Regions from separate parts of the Mus musculus genome. Here regions 2, 3 and 4 are each linked to region 1. Evidence: chromatin contacts called from public HiChIP or PLAC-seq and promoter capture Hi-C data. All regions are on one chromosome and are shown on one strand. The core of a region is the stretch at or near the end of the contact, and the rest is flanking DNA. Distances in the headings are between cores, read along the strand shown. Region 1 overlaps Cyfip1 (cytoplasmic FMR1 interacting protein 1). Region 2 overlaps Herc2 (HECT and RLD domain containing E3 ubiquitin protein ligase 2). Region 3 overlaps Herc2 (HECT and RLD domain containing E3 ubiquitin protein ligase 2). Region 4 holds the start of Herc2 (HECT and RLD domain containing E3 ubiquitin protein ligase 2).

Evidence for each region. HiChIP or PLAC-seq counts read pairs in DNA pulled down with a chosen protein or histone mark. Capture Hi-C pulls out chosen DNA fragments and counts their contacts.
Region 2: a contact with region 1 is called in an H3K27ac HiChIP or PLAC-seq map of microglia, with 4 times the contacts expected there. The contact joins two enhancer-like sites. A contact is called at or near these places in 3 of 484 Hi-C or Micro-C datasets (cortical neurons, muscle stem cells and pre-megakaryocyte-erythroid progenitors), 2 of 115 datasets of contacts at active chromatin or transcription factors (microglia and neural progenitor cells) and 4 of 9 other capture datasets (adipose tissue, embryonic stem cells, liver and 1 more).
Region 3: a contact with region 1 is called in a promoter capture Hi-C map of adipose tissue. The contact joins two enhancer-like sites. A contact is called at or near these places in 1 of 484 Hi-C or Micro-C datasets (liver), 4 of 115 datasets of contacts at active chromatin or transcription factors (the NIH/3T3 cell line, bone marrow-derived macrophages, embryonic stem cells and 1 more) and 3 of 9 other capture datasets (adipose tissue, liver and pancreatic islet).
Region 4: a contact with region 1 is called in an H3K4me3 HiChIP or PLAC-seq map of bone marrow-derived macrophages, with 4 times the contacts expected there. The contact joins the promoter of Herc2 here to the enhancer-like site in region 1. A contact is called at or near these places in 6 of 39 promoter capture datasets (the C10 cell line, the HPC-7 cell line, hippocampal neurons and 2 more), 8 of 484 Hi-C or Micro-C datasets (bone marrow-derived macrophages, cerebral cortex, cumulus cells and 5 more), 5 of 115 datasets of contacts at active chromatin or transcription factors (the NIH/3T3 cell line, bone marrow-derived dendritic cells, bone marrow-derived macrophages and 2 more) and 3 of 9 other capture datasets (adipose tissue, liver and pancreatic islet).

The regions. Positions count from the first base shown.
Region 1 is chr7:55,908,446-55,911,118 of GRCm38.p6, forward strand. Cyfip1 (cytoplasmic FMR1 interacting protein 1) reads left to right here. Exons shown (of 31, transcript NM_011370.3): 22 at 1-119. Among named protein-coding and RNA genes, the nearest start is that of Nipa2, 53 kb to the right of the region's middle. Within about 2 kb of position 1,301, at least 19 of the 459 cell types and tissues checked have an H3K27ac peak or open chromatin away from gene starts, as enhancers often do. A contact at or near this core is called in adipose tissue, bone marrow-derived macrophages, microglia and 1 more, where this site is marked.
Region 2 is chr7:56,130,476-56,133,148 of GRCm38.p6, forward strand. It overlaps Herc2 (HECT and RLD domain containing E3 ubiquitin protein ligase 2), which reads left to right. Exons shown (of 93, transcript NM_010418.2): 24 at 694-864; 25 at 1,324-1,427; 26 at 1,947-2,097. Among named protein-coding and RNA genes, the nearest start is that of Herc2, 82 kb to the left of the region's middle. Within about 2 kb of position 1,301, at least 27 of the 459 cell types and tissues checked have an H3K27ac peak or open chromatin away from gene starts, as enhancers often do. A contact at or near this core is called in microglia, where this site is marked.
Region 3 is chr7:56,065,014-56,067,686 of GRCm38.p6, forward strand. The region is part of intron 2 of Herc2 (HECT and RLD domain containing E3 ubiquitin protein ligase 2); the gene reads left to right. Among named protein-coding and RNA genes, the nearest start is that of Herc2, 16 kb to the left of the region's middle. Within about 2 kb of position 1,313, at least 32 of the 459 cell types and tissues checked have an H3K27ac peak or open chromatin away from gene starts, as enhancers often do. A contact at or near this core is called in adipose tissue, where this site is marked.
Region 4 is chr7:56,048,853-56,051,525 of GRCm38.p6, forward strand. Herc2 (HECT and RLD domain containing E3 ubiquitin protein ligase 2) reads left to right here and starts at 1,303. Exons shown (of 93, transcript NM_010418.2): 1 at 1,303-1,450; 2 at 2,004-2,096. The coding sequence starts at 2,025. Gm34121 (predicted gene, 34121) reads right to left here and starts at 1,198. Exons shown (of 3, transcript NR_166588.1): 1 at 890-1,198.

The DNA of each region.
Region 1 (2,673 bases), core at 51-2,550:
ATGTTCCGGGAAGCCAACCACAACGTGTCTGCACCTTATGGAAGAATTACCCTCCACGTCTTCTGGGAGCTAAACTATGACTTCTTGCCCAACTACTGCTATAATGGCTCTACCAACCGGTAAGCATGGCCTTAGTATCACAGACATGTTTGGACACTCCAGTACAGGTGCATCTACAGCGGGTGATCTTCTGCCGTGACTTTCCAGACTTCCCCCTTTAACTCTATCCCTCCTTTTTCCTCTGTGATTTCTCATGTTCTGGTCTCTCAGGCCTTCCTGCTTTCTTCTATTTACAAGGATAGCCCTGGGCCAGGACTTGGCCAGATGGTCATCACTTTTCATGTAGAAATAGACCACTGGTGAAAGACTGGCTGTTGAGGTGGGAGAGCCAGGACTGTGCCAGCTCACTTAGTTGTGCCTGTAGACAGGATCTCATGTGCGTTGGAATGGCTGCTGGAACTGTACTGCCTACTTTTAGTCTCCCTTCGTGGCAGGTGATTCTGCTTCCATGTTTCTATCTGAAGTGTTGAGGATCATGAGAGTGTAGGAATGCCTTCCTTCCCACTTACCTTCTTCCTGTTGTATCAATGGGAATAAAGCAGTCAGTTTGGTGGTAGAACGGTTGTTTCATATTTCATACACCGGTTGGCAGAATGGAATTTCCCTGCGACCAGTGTGTTCTCTTTGTGTGAAGATTACCAGGAAGAGGATATTCTCTTAAGATGATAGGTCTACCACTGGTCAAGTTGACTTCTGAGTCTGATGCAGGTCATTGCTCCGAAGTTTCTCCACTTTGCAGTTACCACTTTTCTGTTTAGATTTTGTAGGTAACTCAACTGAGACTACTTAATAGTCATACTTTGTAGGTATCTAACCCACTAGTTTCAGCATCTGTGACAAATGCTTATTTGTCCTTTGGTGGTTGAAGAGTGAGTTTCTAATTCCTTCATTCCTTTGCAAATATTAATGAGCATTGTCCAAGTTAACATTCTTTTCTTTGTTGATGATTATAAGTATAATCAGGGATTCCACCTTAGAGTTTGTGTCTTCAGTTGATTTCTGTAATCAGCACCATGAGCACCTATCATTACAATGGTGTATGTGTATCCCCACTGTTTTATAAGTACCACTTTATCTTCTGTACCACAAGATGGAGTGTGTGGGTAGTTGGTGTGCTCACTGGTACTAGGATGTCACTGTTGTAGAGCCTTTAGGTGGTAACACTAGGGAGTATTTATATGCTCACTGCTTTAGCTTTCTATGGCTGCTGTTAAATGGAGAAGTGTTTTCTTACAGTCCAAAACAGTGTGTCAGCAAGCTACACTTCCCTTTTAGACTCTGGGTGGAATCTCTGCTTGACTCTCGCTAGCTCATGTAGCAACTGTTCCTGACACTCCATGGTTTGTAGCAGTATCATGCCAGGACTTGCACTTACCATGAAACTATCTCCTTCTGAATCTCTTTCTCTGACCCTTATTTTCTTCTTGTAAGGACAATGGCCATATAGATCAGGGGCCTTACTCTCAGCTCCTGATCTTATCACCAAGTCCATGAGTAATGGCCCTATTTCTACCTTCTGTGCTATGGAAAAGGAGTTTGAAAATATCTTTTGGATGGCCCCATTTTAACTTGTAGTATTTATGTATACTTGTATTTTATTCCTATACAGTTATCTATATCTTAAAACTGAGTACATTCTGGTATCTCCGGTTGCAATTCAGTACCACCATATTCATTTGAATCATCACTCTGTGTTTTTGAACTTCCTTAAACACGGAAAAGATCCCTTCTCTTATTATGGTGACTTGTCCAGTTAATTACACGAAAGGCAAAATACTTTAAGAATTGCTGATTCTGACTGCTGTAAAACAAACTTTCCCTCTATAGTTCAGTATTTGTTTTTGGTATCTTGGCTTTAGATGAAAAGTATATAGGTACTAATGGGTTAAAGTTACCTTACAGGAAGAGGAGCAGAGTCTATTTATTCCTTTTCTTTAAATAAGAGGACAACTGGACAAAACACACAGGTCATTTGCTCTGCATAAAGGAAACAAGAGAAATGTCTCCTGGCTGTCCTAGCTTCCTGTCTAGAAGCACATTCTGAGCAAAGTCCAGAGAAGGTCAGTCAGGGTAGAGCTTGGGAATCCTGCTGCAGGACGAAACACAGTAGAGCTTGGGGAAGCTCAGACAGCTGGGATGTGTAGAGTCAAATGTGGAAGAGGTGGCACTCTCACAAAAGCAGCTCTTGAAACCAGCATGAGCTCTGTGGTGCTAGGGAGCTGGAGTCTGAGTAATTCACAGAGCTCGTAGCAAGATGGATCATTTGCTGTCCTTTTCAGCACTTGATAGAATCTGTAAAGTCTCTTGCCTTAGTCTAAATTCTAAACTACTGCCTGCTTTGCCTTCCCATAAAAGTACCATAAACAAATCATTAAACGTTTACTTGATATGCAGATAAACTTTGCTGCTCGCTGCCTCAAAATCAACACTCTAAAAGAAAACAGAACCCAATAAGAAGATATTACAGTGTCCGCACCCAATCTGGAATTAGCCCAGTATCAGAAAAAGGTGACCTATAATGAAGGGAAAAATCAGGTCATAAAACACAGGCAGAGATGACAGTGCCAAGTATGGTCAGAAGATAAGAGTGTTAGCCATTTAATTATCCGTAAA
Region 2 (2,673 bases), core at 51-2,550, 220 kb after region 1:
TTTAAAGTAATTATATACTTTGCATCCAATAAGCCTTTGGCTTTATTTCTTGAAGAATTTTTTTCTTCTCACACTGTTTTCTGATGAACAAAAATGAATATTAATGTCATCAATTTTTTAATCTTTTTCATTTTTCATTGTGCCTGAGATGGGGATGATTCAGGGGGTAAAGTATTTGCTATGCAAGTTTGAGGATGGAGTTTGTATCTCCATCATTCACAGTTAAAAAAGCCTGGTGGTATCCAGATGTGAAGGTGCATATCCTTAATCCTCCATACTTGAGAGGCAGAAATCTGGGTTTTAGGCCAGCCAAGGCTATATAGTGATATGAAATCCTGTCTCAAACCCAAAAAGAAAAGGCGAAAAAAAAAAAGCCTGGTGGGTGTAATCCCAGCTTCTAGGAGGTGGATATGGGAACCATTTGGGCAATCTGACTAGTCAAACTAGCCAAAATAGCTCTAGACTCAGCAATAAGTAATAAATTTGGTTGATTTTGATCTAAGAAGACAACAGACAACATAATCCACCTCTTGCTGCCTTTCACCTATGCATACATGGATTAAAAACACAACACACTATAATCGTGCAAAAAAAGGTCTTTTCCTACTCAAGTTTTCATCTGTATTATGTTTTAAAAGATTTATTGTTGAGACATTTGATCTGATGACTGATGTTTGGTTTCTATTTCTTTAGAGTCATTTTTCACTGGTCAGAACTGTAGAAATAATGAGGAGGTAACACTGATACGCAAAGCTGATTTGGAGAACCATAATAAAGATGGTGGCTTCTGGACTGTAATTGATGGAAAAGTATATGGTATAAAAGACTTTCAGACACAATCCTTAACAGGAAATAGTATACTGGGTAAGGCTTTTTTACTTTTTATTCCATTGTTAAAAATTGCATTATGTGTGATTTTAAGTAAAGTCCACAGTTTATGAATAAGTTGTTAAATTTAGCCCCAGGTTTAACAAAATCTGGGACTTTGGTTCTGGCTTCACAACAAGTTTAGGTTCAAGTTGAAGAATTTCTCATCATCAAGCTTTTCTTCCTGTTGTTTTTTTATTTTTTGAGATAAGAGTTTTCTCCGTGTAGCTCTTGGCTGTCTTGGAATCTTGTAGACCAGGCTGGCCTTGCACTCAGAGATCTGCCTGTCTCTTTTTCCCCAAGTACTTTGTAGAACTTGAGTTGCCCGAGGCAAGCGTGGGAGAGTGGCAGATTCTTCCGAGACAGCGACCCAGACTCACTTCCTGTCTTCTGTCTATGAACTAGAGCTGTGCAAGCTGCACTGAACTCATACTGCTCTTCCCCTTTTTGTTTTAGCTCAGTTTGCAGGGGAAGATCCAGTGGTCGCTCTGGAGGCAGCTTTGCAGTTTGAAGACACACAGGAATCCATGCATGCCTTCTGTGTTGGCCAGTATTTGGAGGTGAGGCTGTGGGCCTGCTTTGTGTGAAATAGAGGAGGTGCCCTTCTTAAGTGCCTGTTATGGTATGACTTTTTACTTAGTTATACTAATAGTTGGACATAAAATATTTATGTTGGCTTAGGATTTTTTGACAAATAAATTTGCATTTTATGTGTTAAGGTTTATTATATACAAGTTTGAAGAGTTAACAACATGCCAGAAATAGAGAAATGTTCAAAAAAAAAGAAAAGAAAAGACATTAAAGTTTGTCCTTACAGTTCGTTTGTCAATTTAGAATCTTTCCCCCAGGGTTCTCCTCTTATGCTCCAGAGCTGTTATTTGTTTTCTCCTGTTTGCTCTCTAGTGTTTTATATGCAGTTTGTTGGTTGCTATAACATAAACTCATTATGGGATGTGCTAACAAATACATTTTTGTTCTGATCGTGATAGACAATCTTAGGCACATAAGCTGCTGGGGTTTTTTTGATGTTGTAATTTTAATTAATTTTGTTTTCTGAACCAACAAATTAATTTTTCCAGCCTGACCAAGAAGTTGTTACCATACCAGATCTTGGAAGTTTGTCTTCACCACTGATTGACACAGAGAGGAACCTGGGCCTACTTCTTGGATTGCATGCTTCTTATTTAGCAATGAGCACACCACTATCTCCTGTGGAGGTTGAATGCGCCAGTAAGAACAAATTTATTTTTTGTTAACCAGTTTTACCAGTTTTATGGTACAGTACTTTGGACAGAAATGCCTAATGGGAAGAACATGCCAAGGAGGGCAGGAACCTTTAGAGTGGATGTCTGGAGACAGCAAGCTGGCCTCCATGCCTGCTAAGTTGCCTGTGAACTAGACTGTATTACTTGTATTCCTCCCTGAAACTTGTCATACATAGTAATGGAGGATGAGTTTCACATAAGTCAGCAAAGGAGGAGCTTGAAGACTCTAGGGTTAGATGAATGAAAGGCACTGTGCAATTCAGCTCAGAAGCTTGTCTTTGGGGGATAAAAGGTGCTTGCTAATTCTTTCTATAGCACAAGGTGATTAGGGCACCTCAGCTTGTGTTTTAGAAGAATTGATACAGCCATTTGTGAAAGTTCCCTAGCACTTCAAATCTAGATATCCAATAAGAGCACTGAAAGCATCCCAAATTTGATTGCTGGAGTGATTAGCAGATTAGATTAGATTTACTAATAAATTAGGTCCTCAGTGAAAGCCTGCAGTAATGTTCCTGCTACTAATTTTCTAGTGGGGTTTCCT
Region 3 (2,673 bases), core at 63-2,562, 160 kb after region 1:
GTAGCTGTTCCTTGCTCTCATCTGGGCTCCAGAGTCCACACTGACCAGCTAGGCCTTGTGGTTATGGCTTGATGCCCAAGGTTCAGAGGCTGCTCTTTTCTGCTGGCTTTAATTTGGTCAAGTAAGCTCCAAAGATAAGATTTCTTTTGCTTAACTAGAAGCAATGGATTTGGAGCCTTAACTTATTTGATATCAAAGCACTTAGCTAGTAGTGTAACCCACCATCTTATTTATGGTCTTGTATGTAGTTTGTCAAGAGAGATCACAAGTTGAATGTATACCCCACAGGACTAGAATTTTGTGTACCATCTTATCCTATTATTGATCATCATAATTTATAAAGGTGAGATCTGAATATTTACTTGCATAAATTGGTTGGGAGAGAACTATGAAGAACTGGAGTGAAAGTCTAGAAGAGTTCAGGGCTGGAGAGATGGCTCAGCAGGTAAAAGCACTTACTATTCTTGCAGAAGACCTGGATTAGTCCTCAGGACCTACCTAGTGGCTCATAATTATCTGGAACTCCAGATCAAGGGGATCTTATGCCTGTTTCTACCTCTGTGCACTTCAGCACATATGAGTTAGATACAGGATAACTGTCATCAAGACAAAAACAAATGGTGATGTGAATGGTGGGAAACAGGAACGATATGTACTGTTGACAGGAAAGTACTCAGAGGATTCAAAGGCTGCATATGGTAGATGCTCACTGTAGTACCCATGCTTACAGTTTTCTAGTCATAACTGCCAAGGCATGACATCAGCTTTGGTGTCTGTCAGTGGGAGAATAAGTAAAGAAAATATGGTGCATATATAAAACACACACACACACACACACACACACACACACAGACAAACACACATACCCTATACGCATGCTCTCTTGATCCTTCTCCCCTGACTCCTTCCTCCCCCCACCCCCCACCACAAACACACAAAGACTGTTTCTCAACTATTAAGTAAAACAGGTTCAGGTCATTTTTGAGACAATGAGAGGAAATGATACTTATGAGCAAAATAAGCCAGATTCAGGAAGGCAAAACTTGTTTTCTGTAGTGTGTAGAATCTCTTTTTTTTTAAATAAAAGTAGGGGGACTCTTAAGGACTAGACCAGGGATAGTTTTATCTGTGGAGATGGCTGTGCATAATAGAGTAGATGTGATCAAAATATCTTCAATGATATGTGAAAATATTAGGAAACTCATTAATGTGTATAAGACATTTTATTGTGACACATTGTTGTAACCCTACGACTAGGAAAGCTGAGACTGGAAGACTGGAGTTGGAACTGGCCTAGGCTACTTAGTGATAAGCAAGGAAGTGAGTCACTAATAAATCAGCACAGTGTGCACACTGTTATACAATGTGCTCTTTGACGTCACTGTTTTTGTTGCATGATATTTTCACATGTTACTTATTTTTAAATGAAGTAAGTAGTTCATTGTTTTATTACTGAGGAATTGAATAAAATAAGGTGGGGGAATCAAGATTTTTCCCTCCCTGTCTGTTGCTGCTGGTAGGTGATGGATCACACCTTGAATCCCAGCACTCAAAAGGTAGAGGCAGGCAGATCTGAGTTAAAGGCCAGCCTATTATACAGACTAAGTTCCAGGACAGCCAGGGCTACACAGAGAAACTCTTGTCTTAAAAAAAACCAAAACAACAACAAAGACTGTCACTGAAACACTATTCATTTTGAACACAGGACTTGGAGAGATTGAGCTAGAACTATCTTGAAGGCCTCTTGTATGAGGGCTGACTCTCATAGTATCAGAAGATGGTATATAATCTTCCAAGGGAAAAAGTAATCAGTACCACCCAGCCATGAAGCCTGCAAACCATAGCTACCACTGGCCCAGTAAGATATCCCCAGTGGTGTAATAGTTGCGCTTTTATTTTGAGGATAACTATACTATAAACCTAGTCAACTACTTTTGACTGGAGAAGTCATAGACCCTAGAGGTGAACCTACTTAGCCATTTTCCTAAATTGATACAATTTCTAACTGTATATAAGTATATATCTTATATATCTTATATGAGTGTATATATAGCATGTGTGTAGTTCTCACTCCTCATTAAAGAAGTTTCTTTTGGTAGCAGACAAAGGCTGTTACAGAAATTCAGAGCTGGTCATTGAAATAACTATGGGGTGCCCAGACCCAAGTGATATAATACAACCCCCTCACCTAAGGCACAAGGAACATCATAGATGAAGGGATGGAAAGATTTTTGTTTAAAGATTTATTTATTATTATACATAAGTACACTGTAGATGACTTCAGACGCGCTAGAAGAGGACATCAGATCTCATTATGGGTGGTTGTGAGCCACCATGTGGTTGCTGGGATTTGAACTTAGGACCTTTGGAGGAACAGTCAGTGCTCTTAACCACTGAGCCATGTCACTAGCCCCTGAAAGATTTTTTAAGAGCCAGAAAACCAAGATGCCTACTGTGAGTGTATTCTAGACATGACAGGGGTGCTGCACCCATGAAAACACAATAGCGTGGTTACCTGTACAAGATTGAACACAATGTCAGCATCAGTTGACATGCCAGTGTGGATGGGGAAATTCCACAAGGCCTCATCCCAGGTCAAGAGCTATAGGCAATCTGTAGCTGCTGAGAGAATCAGTTCGCTTTAGTGATGGACCCCTTGGGTTAGTCACTCTG
Region 4 (2,673 bases), core at 53-2,552, 140 kb after region 1:
CATGGGTTCTCTTGCCTCTATACCATGCTATGCAACATCAGAAATGCCGTCACCAGATACCAGTGCTATGCTCTTAGACTTAGCCTCCAGAAGTGTGAGGTACAAATGCCTGTATTTATTATTCAGTCATGTTGTTACAGCAACACAAAATGGACTACAAACATCGTTTTTTTAGAGCTAGCAGACACAGTTCTAAAAATGTACGTAGGTAAACATGCTTCAGTATGTGGAGGGACGAAGGGTGTCTTGCATGAGAAGGGAGCCTAAGGGCCAGAGATGCCTCCTCGGGTGTTACCTTCTACTGGTAATTATGCTGTCATGCCTCAGGTTCAAAGCCCTGTCCACCCTAACTGTATTTTGGATGTGGTTGAATTTGAAACCTTGTTCAGATACTTTTGAGTTGAAGCAGAAGTAAATTAGAGTCACACAGTCTTTGGGAGGTGTGATAGACTGTGGATCTTTTATACTGCTTCCTGCTGCTTGAAACAGAGATGTGATGTCTGAGCTATGGCAAATCCCTTGACCCTTGGGAGTGAGTTTGAAGATACATACCAAGGATGACAAAAGACAGGTATTTTAACGTTGCAACTGGGCCACCATACCACTGTGGCATATCCCTCATTGCTGCCTTCTAACACGTGGGAAAAAAATGAACCATCGTATTTAAAACAACAAATCGCACCCAGTTCCTATTTCAAATGTTCTAAGTCCTTTCTTTGCCTTCTCATGGAAAAGTTTAATTTCCACATGCTTGAAGATTATGTTATGTTTTATTTGTAGTTATTTGATTATTCCATGATGATCAGAGAACATATTTTGTGTGATTTTAATTGCTCTTTTCTTACTCCCGCACCCCCATTCCCCCAGGGTCTCTTAACCCAGAATTCACCTGCTTCTGCCTTCCTGGTGCCAGGGTTAAAGGCGAGTACTACCAGGCCCGGATCAATTACTTTTTCTTAAATTTCCTCTTCTGTCCACTGACTCAAAGGCCAAAAGGACGCTGTCGTTAAAGCACAGGGAGCCTCGAGAACCTCGTCCCGCTGCAAATACCTTACCAACTTCGGGTCCCTGGAAGCAAACACAGTCTGGGAAGGGTTGGGACTGGGCAAGCCAGCGTGCGTGCGCACAAGTCCCACCTCCCGGCGTCTGCGGTTGGCTCTCGCTGAGCGGGTGAGTCTCAAGAAGGAAGCTGAGTCGTGCTGAAGGAAGCGGAAGTTGGGGGAGGGGCGTGCGACGCTGCTCGTCCATTGGCTGAAGCCGTCTCTCACCCTTGCGCTATTGGGCGGGCGCAGCCATGCGTCAGCGTGCGCTTCGGGCCGCAGACTGGATCGCGAGCGCCGGCCGGCTCCTGCAGGGAGTGTTCCCTCAGCCGGCTGGCGGAGCAGGCGGCGCCAGGGCTGGCCGAGCTGGGCCGAAGGAGGGCGGAGGGGCCGAAGACGGGCGGCGCCAGGTCCGGGAGAGCGGGGCCCGGAGAGCGGCGGGCGGAAGGCGGGCGTTGGCGCGGAGGAACCAGGGCCTGTGCGCCTCGGAGGCCGCGCAGTCACGGCTGTCTTTTTAGTATTTAGGCGATTGTTGTAGATTTATCTGCAGACATGACTTTTGTTTATTTACCACACTCCGCCGGACTGCTGTAGGTATAGCGGCTGATGCACACTGGTGTCATTTGTCGTTGCGATAGTGAGTTTTTTTTCCTGACGTGTGTCTGTGTGTGTCCCTTTGGATTTAAAGGAGTGGGATGACATTGTGCAGTGGTCGCCGGTGACCACTGTAGGTCCGGCCGGCGTATTGGGAAATCCCAGCGACTCTACCTCTATTGGAAGTGGTATTTCCCTCCCTTCTCCCGTTCTGGGGCCAGCTTTCCCTCTCATCCCTCATCCTCTCGTCCCCTCCCCCAGCTCTCCTTCCCTGTTTTATGTTCTGTCTCGGCCGCGTTAAACAGCAGGATGGTGTAAATAGCAGTTTAAAGAAGCTCGAGGGCTCCAGCGTTTGTGTTTGACTTGCAGGTCTGACCACCCGGAGGAAACATGCCTTCTGAGTCTTTCTGTTTGGCTGCCCAGTCTCGCCTTGACTCCAAATGGTTGAAAACAGATATCCAGGTGGGGTGAACATGGTTTTCTCTTTTCTTTGTGTGTTCCTGTCTCTATAAAAAATGTTTGCTTGAGGAGAATGTGTGAGTGAATGGCAATTAGATCTTGTCTTAGGAAGATTATTTCTTATAATTTACAATGTGACATTTATTATGACTGTTGAAGAGATGCTATGTGGTTGTGGCTTAATTGAAGTTAGTTGTAAGTGCAAGAAACTTGAGATCCAGTTATGCAATTTTTCAGTATTTTTATTCTGGAGGCTTATTTTTATTTGTTTATTTTTTTAAGACAGGGTTTCATATTCCCAGGCTGGCCTTGAACTCCTCAGTGTAGGTGAGGATGACCTGACATCCGATCCTTTTGCCTCCACCTCTTGAGTGCTAGCATTGCAGCACCTTAACACCTTGCTGGGATTATGTGGTATAGTTAGGCAGGTATTTTACCAGCTGAACTCCATCCCAGGTCCTGCCAACATTCTTAATCAAGACTTGACTGTTGTTTGTTTCTTTTTCTTTTTTTCCCCCCTCTTATTTTTAGAAAGGGTCTCCCTGTTAACTCACTGTGCCTGGCTGGCCTCTGCATCCTG